Linked DNA regions of Mus musculus: all the other regions are linked to region 3. The links are chromatin contacts, called in public HiCAR-type and HiChIP or PLAC-seq maps. All regions are on one chromosome and are shown on one strand. Each heading gives the region's core, a stretch centred on a gene start, on an enhancer-like site or on the middle of the called end of the contact. The rest is flanking DNA. Distances are from core to core; before and after follow the strand shown.

Region 1 (2,700 bases), core at 67-2,566, 44 kb before region 3:
GAGGAGAGGAGAGGAGAGGAGAGGAGAGGAGAGGAGAGGAGAGGAGAGAACAAAAACAGAACTAACAGGATCGTTGATCAGGATGTGCCTAGACACGTCTGGATCTAAAGGTAATCCAACTAACAGGATGATGGGCACTAGGCTAGCCACCGGGACCTGTCACATGGCGTCAGTCCTCCGATTTAAGGATCATTGCACCAACCCCTTATTCTTAGACTAGCTATATGCCAGAATCCCGTCGCTTCATAAATAGCAAAGCTGCTGGCAGCGTACGCTTCCCTGGGTGGGGCTGAACCAGCTGGGTGTCCCGGGAACCCCTGCTGCTCGCCTACTGGGTGCACAGGGGTGCGTGTACAGGCTATTAGGGAAGGGGCGCGGTCCCTGCCCACGGACCTGCCGCTCCTCCGCCTGCATCCCGTACTCCTCGCGCATCCGCAGCAGCTCATCCTCCAGCCTCGCGCGCAGCTGCTCCAACTCCAGCGCCTGGTTCCGCAGCGCGTCTGCCTCCTGCGCGCACAGCCGCGCCTCGTCCTCCGCCTGGAGCCGGCTCTCTTGGCCGCGGCGCAGCGCCTGCTCCAGCTCGCGCACCTCGTCCTCGTACAGCTGCACGCTCTCCCTCCACGACTCGGCCACCAGCAGGGCGTAGCTGTCGTGCACGTCCCGCAGGCGCGGCGGGGGCGCGGCGGGGCTGGTGGCGCGGGCTCGGAAGTGCATGGTGAGGCTGGCAGCGCGGGCTCGTAGATCTCGCACTTGGCGTTCGTGGGCAGCGTCCAAGTCGCGGCGCTCAGTTTCCAGCCGGCCCAGCAGCGCCTCGAGGGCGGCGCGCGCGCCCAGAGCCTCCTCTAGCTCCCGCCGTTGCGCTCCCAGCTCGGCATCCAGGCGGCTGCGGGCAGTGCCGGCTTCCACACCCTCCCGCTGCAGCTCCAGCAGTTCCCTCCGCAGCGCGTCGCGCTCGCCCTCGGCCAGGGCTGTGGACCAGTTCAGTTCATCTAGCTGCTGTCGTAGGCTGCGCGCCTCCTCGGCGTAGAGTGCCTGATCCTCAGCCCAGCGGTCCTCCCGGCTCAGCCGGCTGCGCAACTCCTCCTCCAGTAGCAGGTTCTCGCGCTCCAGCTCTCGCACCCGGCACACGTAGTCGTAAAGCCGGGCGTTGAGCTCCTGCAGCTCCGCCTTTTCAGAGCCCGTCTGCAGCCGCCAGGACAGCATCTTGCTGGGTGTGCCGGACCCTTTCGATTAGCCGCTTGCCTCCTGCCCTGATCTTGTCCCCTCCGCCCCGCCGCGCCGCGCCCGCCGCGCCGCTGCCTCGGAGGCCCTTGGACTGGCGCACCGACTGGCGAGCTTCCCCACTTAGTGGCCCGGTCGCGCGGCTGTGGACTTGGGCCATCGCCTCCAGCCAATCAGGACGCGGCCCGCGCGGCCACTGCGGCCGGACAGCGCCCCCTGCCGGACAGATCGGGCCATGGCGAGGCTGCCCAGCACTGGCCCCCCTGGTGGCCCAGGGTAATCCCACGTGGGTTGTCGGATTACTGCGTGCTGGCTATCTGGGACACCTTATGAGGCTCCCCGTTGCTACTCCTAGGGCGCAACTAAGGCACCCCTGAGTCCCAGCTTTCTTTAATGAAAAATAGTTGCCATTAAATGAGAGATCCTTTTCGTAGAGGAAGCTTCTAATTGGTTGCTCTGGAGATGAGGGGCAGGAGGTGTATTCTTTAAACTAGAGTTATAGTTCAACAATAAAGAGCTTGCCAGATAAAGAATATGCCAGGCCTGGATATCAATATCCACCACCACAAAACAACTTTGCGCATGTATATTGCACATCCGTATATACACATATACCTGTTATGTTTTTTAAACTAAGACCATTTCAGTAATTTTGCTTTTATTTTTTATGTGTGTGAGTGTTTTGCCTGCATGTATTTGTACCACGACGGTGCACACAGACGCCAGAAGAGGGCGTCAAATCCCCGTGAAACTGGAGTTAAAGGCAGTTGTTAGCCAAAATGTGGGTACTGAGAATTGAAACCACATGCTCTGCTGCCAGTGCCCCTAACCACTGAGTCATGTCTTCAGCCCTACATATACATTTTTAACTTCTGGCATGAATGCATCTCCATTTGCCAATATTATATGTTTAGGTAAGATTTCCTTTCCACGCAGAGTGGGAAACGCTGTTACCTTCTTACTTGCACAAACCACCTTCATGGGACTTTATGCTTTGCAATATTAGCATCATTCTGGTGGAGAAAGAACCTAGAAAGACTTTGAAGTGCTCTGAGCACAGAACATTCTAGACACCTACCATCTCTCCAGACTTTTGCAACTGCCTTATACACACCCCCATTATGACAGCCTGGGAGGGGGGCCGCTGTCTCTTCTTTCAGCAGTGTGCCCTTAAAGCACTTAGTTTAATTGCCATAGAAACCACAGCTCTCTCAGTTTGTGCATACTTGCATCTCATTGCATTACACGACAGTTACAAAGGATGGTAGCCAGAGTCAGTAGCATTACAGAGCGCAGGAATAGGCACAGGTGGCCCTAAGTAGGGGGGTGGGGGGTATTCAGCACCAAGGCATTGGCCTGGGAGCCCTGGACTCTGTTCTTCCGTTCTCCCATCCACAGGGGCACATCAACACTTTGGTCCTTGGTGATCATCACTCAACCTTCTAGATTACTCATCCTGAGCGCCCTGGCCTTGACCAC
Region 2 (2,742 bases), core at 118-2,617, 51 kb after region 3:
GCTCTGTTGAGTAGAGAATGCTTCTTATAGAATATAGCTGTGCAGAGCTGGAGAGATGGCTCAGCAGTTAAGCAGTTGCAGAGGACTCAAGTTTGGTTTCCACCACCTATATCAGGTAGCTCACACCTTCCTGTAACTCTAGCTCCAGAGGGATCTGACACTTCTTTCTGACTTCCATGGGGGGGGGGGTGGACGAGTGCACTCCCCCCCACCCCCACTCACACACTCACACACTGCACATTTGGGAAGAGGAGCCTTGGTTCAGAAAACAGTCAATCGGATTGTAATGCATTGTCTTGATTAATGGTTGGTGCCCACTGTGGGCGATGCTGCCCATAGATAGGCAGTCCTGGGTTGTATAAGAAAGAAAACTGAGAAAACCTTGGAAAACAAGCCAGTAACTATGGTTTCTGCTTTAGTCCCTGCCCTGACTGCCCTCCCATCATGAAGGACTGTAAGCCTTAAGTGAAATAAACCCTTTCTTCCTCAAGTTACTTGTGGTTGTGGACGATATTCCAGCCATGGAAACCAAACTTAAGAGATAGTTTCTACTTTTCCACTGATACTGAAGTAGTTTCTCCTCATTAGTCTAAGTAGGTAAAATATGGTGACTTCTTGGCTGCTAAAAGAACTTTACTAAAGAAACAGCCACAGCTCAGGAAGACTCTAGATGTTGCTTCAAGGTTTCTGAGAAAGCCCCGGACCCTAGACAATTTCTCTTGGTTTCTAAAACTGCTCTTTTCAATAGTCTGGGGCCAAAAATAAGGGTTGCGTGGACTGTTATTGTCACAGATAACTTATGATCTAGGGGTGTTTAAACTTGGGCCAGTTTTTGTTTGGGTGGGTGGGGAGGGAGGATCTGAGAGGAGGTGAGAGATGAGAAATACTATGATAAAATATAAATGTATAAAATTCTGAAAGCAAGCAAGTAAACTAACTTCAATCTCGTATTTTCCTGTTGAAGGACCAAGCAGGCTATATTCCTTCCTAAAGAGCTTCTCCCATGTTCTCTGAAGATGGGAGCCTTTGCAGTACTTTTTACCTCTGCTGCTTGGAGAATCCTAGTAGGGAAAGAGATGGGGGGGAGGGGTGAACTAAGTGAGGGTGGTCCGCTGGCATCTTGGGCAGTTCTGTGCTGGTGGGTATTGAGTAGGACAGTCCCAGACCACAATCTGTGGTTTTAAAGCCACATGAGATAAGATGCTGAGTTGCTAATGGCCCCCCGGGGGTTCTGTTTGCTACTGCATGTGACGCCTGCAGGTTTCATCAGACTTTAGGTGCATTAAGCTATCTCCACTCTGACTCACATTAACCAGAGTTCTTGACGCTGATGCTGGCATTGCGCAGGGAAGGAAACACTTCCTTCCCATGAAATGCAATTGCAAGTGGGTCTCACCAGACACTTGCAGGTGAGATCACCTTCATGGTAAACACCACTCTGACGTCTGTGGCTTTGAAATTACCTCGGTGATGCATCAGACATGTTCAGAGTTGTTGCCTTTCACAGCGAGAAGTGCTGTCCTTCCCTATACCTGGCCCCTGGCCCCCACCCCCACCCCCACCCCACGACTCTGACTCAGCCTCTAGGCTCATTTCATAATTGGTCTCATTTTCAACCCCTCCCCGCTCTTACGTTCGTGTGGCCTTTAAAATCTTGAATTTCCACTCCGGGTCTCTTGGCTTGTTGTGTCGTGAAACCACAGTCTGTGGTTTTTTAAGCCAGCTGGGTGCACTGAGCCAGGTGTGCCTAATGAGTCTGCAGGTGGGTGCCATCTGTTACTAGATGGGACTCCATTTCAAATCAATGTACTTCCCCTTCTGGCCACTGGCTTCTCTCCTCTGTTCACTCAAGTTGCTGTCTTGCTTTCCCTTTTAATCTTCTTGATCTTTTCCTTCTTGGTCAGTCACTTGGTATCATGTTCTTAGCTGCTTTGATAGAGAGATACTGACCAGTCCACTCTTTTACCAACTGATGTTTCTCTATCTTGCAAGGGATGTTTGTTTTGTTTCTGTGCAGGTGATTGGTGTATGTAGTAGATACAAACCTTTCATTTACAGGTACAACAAGGAGAGGGGTTGATGCAAAACTGAAGCTTGTTCATTGGGCACTTTCTCAAAGGACAGCATTGACTGCTGGATTCTTTTGGATTAAGCTTTTGGATAGTAAACTCATGTTCTTGTCCAGAAAACCCACTGATATGTGGCACTGGGTATTCAAAGGCAAATAAGGGGATAGCTTTTTCTATGGGAACTCTGATGATGGTGGCAAGACCTGACCCTTGACAGTGCGGTATGGGAAGAAACACTAGGGGCTGTGGAAACCATAGGAGGAACATCTGACCTGCCCTTGGGGGGTCAGGATGGCTTCCCAGAGGGAGTGGCTCCACCGCTGAGTGTAACATGACAAACAAGAGCTAGATGTCCGATTCTCCAGAATTACTCTTTACATAAATTCACACATATCTCCAAAAAAAAAAAAAAGTGGAAACTGATTTTTTTCATTACATAAATTCTAGAATTGGTATAGTGGCTGCTATCGAAGGCCCACCATTCATTCTTGCACCACCATGCGTGGCTTCTGTATCCCGGGTTACCGTTTGGATCCAAAATGGCTATAAGAGCTTCAGTCACAACGTCTCCATTCCAGGAAGCATAAAGATGGAAGGTGCTTTTCAAAGAGTTTCTGATTTGATATGCTTTTCTTTTCTTTTCCTTTCTTTTTCTTGTTTTAGACGCCCCCCC
Region 3 (2,700 bases), core at 197-2,696:
CTATAGGTAAATATTTGAATCCCACAGAGGATACAAAGGAAACATGGAAACCGGAGACACCGCTCATGTCTCCCTTCCAAAGTCATCAGTTCAGCTGGCAATAGAGCCGAGAGCTTATGTAACTAAGAAACCATCCCACGCAAGTTCCCACACCAGAGGGACACGGGGGTCGTTAGTGTCCAATTCGGGGGATCAGGGAAGACTTTGTGGGGGATTTATTCACGGCCTTGACAGTGGATCACAAAGAGCTCAGCAATGAAGGAAGAAAGCATCCCTGTAAAATTAGCCACCTAAAGTTCCGCCACCCACCAAGGCCCACAGTTTAGTGCTGCCATGAGTCCCCTCTGAACAGCCACAGGACAAGATCCACTTATACACGCTGTTGACTCCCTGCTGTGTCCATTTAACAGTGTGTGGTGGATATTTGGCCTCTGACAATTATTCCTAGTCTACATCCCATTTAAGCAGCCAAAGACGATTCCATTACATGGGTGTACAGTAAACGAATCAAATCCCTATTAATGAACATTTAGGGTTTGGGTCAAGGGTATATACACTCTGGAACCCCAAGGCCTGAGCCTGAATCCAGTTAGTGACCTGGCTGGGTGGTAGGAGGAAGGCTGTGTTTCTGAAGGCGTGGTCCTTCCCCGTAGCAGAGGTACCTGCAGATGGTAATGATGTGGGATATTCAGAACAGTGGTTAGCACCCAGGGAGCGCTCAATCAAGGCTCGGATCGGACAGGCTATAAGCACTCTGTCATCCTGACCAAAGTGTTGGTTTGCTCCCCTCTGTTTCATCACTCAAAACACCCAAAGTGCACACAGTCAAAAAGCACATACATGAGCGCAATCATCTAGTCACCACTGTGATCGGTAAGAGGTAGTGAACGAGGAGAGCCTCTGACTCCTTCCTGGAACCCATCAGGACCCTCCCGTTATCCACAAACCATCTAGTGAGGTTTCTTGATTTGCCTTCTGGGTGGCCTTCTGGAATCTAAAGCAAGAGGAGCATTCATAACAAGTCAAGTCAGACGCTTTCACTACGATTTCAAGGAGGGGAAGCTGGAGTCGAGGCCATGTTTGAAAATATAGGTCAAATCTTGGTTTCTGTGGTTACTGAACACTGTCAGCCACTGTGACTCCCTCTGTGTGGGTGATGCCAAGGTTCAGAGGTCTGACAGCCCTGTCTAGCTCCTCTACAAGTGTCACCTCTCTCGCCCCTCCCCAAGGTCTGAGGCTTCTCTCAGCCCTACTGACCCCCAGGCCCGAGGGTCCTGAGCTTGGGCAACACCCAGGAGTAAGCTACTGCAGGTACCTTGCTCTTCATGCCTGAGGTTGGGGGCGGGGTGCTGGGACTGCTGCTGCTGAAGTTCGGGATGTCTCCATACCCCTGCAGTTCTACCCACTAGTCTGCTGCTGCATGTGGGGACTGCCGGGGAGCAGGGAGGAGGCCATGTGGGGAGGGAACAATGTAGTGGGTTGTTTAGCTGACTGTCAGCCTCGTTCTGGGATCCTCCTTTCCACGCCCCTTGGCTTAACCGCCACAGGCACAGCTCACAGAGGCAAGAGCCCCCTTATTTGGTCTTGGAAAGAAAGGGGAAAGGTTATCCTCGGATGCCTGCGGCGTTGGGTCATCAGCCCGCAGTTGCTGGCCCGCACCCGCGGGTGCAGTTCAGTCTCCCACCGGCAGGTGGCGGCACCGCGCAGGGTCTGGGGAGATGGCCAGCTGGTAAACAACCCGCAGGATCCAATGCCCTAGGGTGGGGACCCGCCCGGATGGGGGTGGGCGCCTTATGAGTCCGCACGTGGACAGTGATGCGGAGGGAGAAGCTAAGCTTCAGAGGAAGGGAATGGGGAGGAAAGAGCCCAATACCTTGTTTGTGGGAGAGTCAAGCTTCCCGAATTGCTCTGGCTGTAGGGTGTGACTTTGCCTTGATGGATTTCACGTGAGCGGCTGGAGAGTGCGCTGTGCCAGGCGGGAATCTGCTTCAAAGTCACCCACGCGGGTTCAGGGGACTCGAATCTCTGGATGTGTGTCAGTAAGGCACCGTGTGGGGCTCTGCACCAGCTGGGAGATTCGCTTTCTTGCCCATCCTTTTTCCTCTCAATCTCCTCTCTACCCCCCCCCCCCCGCCTCCTCCTTGCTCTTCCTGCCTCTCCGTGAGCCTGGGGGTGTGAAGCGACCCACTTTCCTCCTTGTGGCCCGAAGAGTTTTTAAGTTCGAACCGCCACGTGGCTGGTTCCTTTCCTACACCTTCCTGCAAGAGAACAATTGCCACCATTTTATCTTGAGGTTAGAAAGGCTCTGGTCACCCCAACAGTAATGGACAATGCTGGTTCCCCAAAGCCAATGTTTGTTTCAGTGATTGAGAACTGCCACACACACACACACACACACACACACACACACACACACACACACACACACACGCACGCACGCACGCACGCCCCCCACCCCCACCCTTGCCGCCGCCCCTTCCAGTGACTCCTCCAGGTAAAGCCCAGGGGTATCACAGGGAGCTGGCAGGGCATAGTGGCCTCCCAACACTTTAACACTTGCCTTTCATCCCAGCACTCAGGAAGCAGGGGGCTTAGTGAGTTTGAGCCTAGAGGGCCAGTCAGGGCTATATAATTACATTCTGTCTCAAAACAAAAACAAAAACAAAAACAAAACGCCAAGATTTGGGCTGTAGTGGTTAA

The links. HiCAR-type assays count read pairs that join an accessible place to other places. HiChIP or PLAC-seq counts read pairs in DNA pulled down with a chosen protein or histone mark.
Region 1: a contact with region 3 is called in an H3K4me3 HiChIP or PLAC-seq map of embryonic stem cells, with 23 read pairs. The contact joins the promoter of Synm here to the promoter of 4833412C05Rik in region 3. A contact is called at or near these places in 2 of 39 promoter capture datasets (liver and pre-B cells), 1 of 15 datasets of contacts at CTCF or cohesin (embryonic stem cells) and 3 of 115 datasets of contacts at active chromatin or transcription factors (embryonic stem cells and pancreatic cancer cells).
Region 2: a contact with region 3 is called in a HiCAR-type map of Th17 cells, with 2.2 times the contacts expected there. The contact joins the enhancer-like site here to the promoter of 4833412C05Rik in region 3. A contact is called at or near these places in 3 of 484 Hi-C or Micro-C datasets (the MNK3 cell line and cerebral cortex) and 3 of 115 datasets of contacts at active chromatin or transcription factors (Th17 cells, embryonic stem cells and neural progenitor cells).

What each region holds. Positions count from the first base shown.
Region 1 is chr7:67,758,426-67,761,125 of GRCm38.p6, forward strand. It overlaps Synm (synemin, intermediate filament protein), which reads right to left and starts at 1,317. Exons shown (of 5, transcript NM_207663.3): 1 at 394-1,317. The coding sequence starts at 1,203.
Region 2 is chr7:67,853,089-67,855,830 of GRCm38.p6, forward strand. No RefSeq gene overlaps it. Among named protein-coding and RNA genes, the nearest start is that of Gm39027, 5.0 kb to the left of the region's middle. Within about 2 kb of position 1,368, at least 16 of the 459 cell types and tissues checked have an H3K27ac peak or open chromatin away from gene starts, as enhancers often do. A contact at or near this core is called in the MNK3 cell line and Th17 cells, where this site is marked.
Region 3 is chr7:67,802,050-67,804,749 of GRCm38.p6, forward strand. 4833412C05Rik (RIKEN cDNA 4833412C05 gene) reads right to left here and starts at 1,447. Exons shown (of 3, transcript NR_045954.1): 1 at 1,316-1,447. Gm34350 (a long non-coding RNA gene) reads left to right here and starts at 1,140. Exons shown (of 3, transcript XR_391567.3): 1 at 1,140-1,311.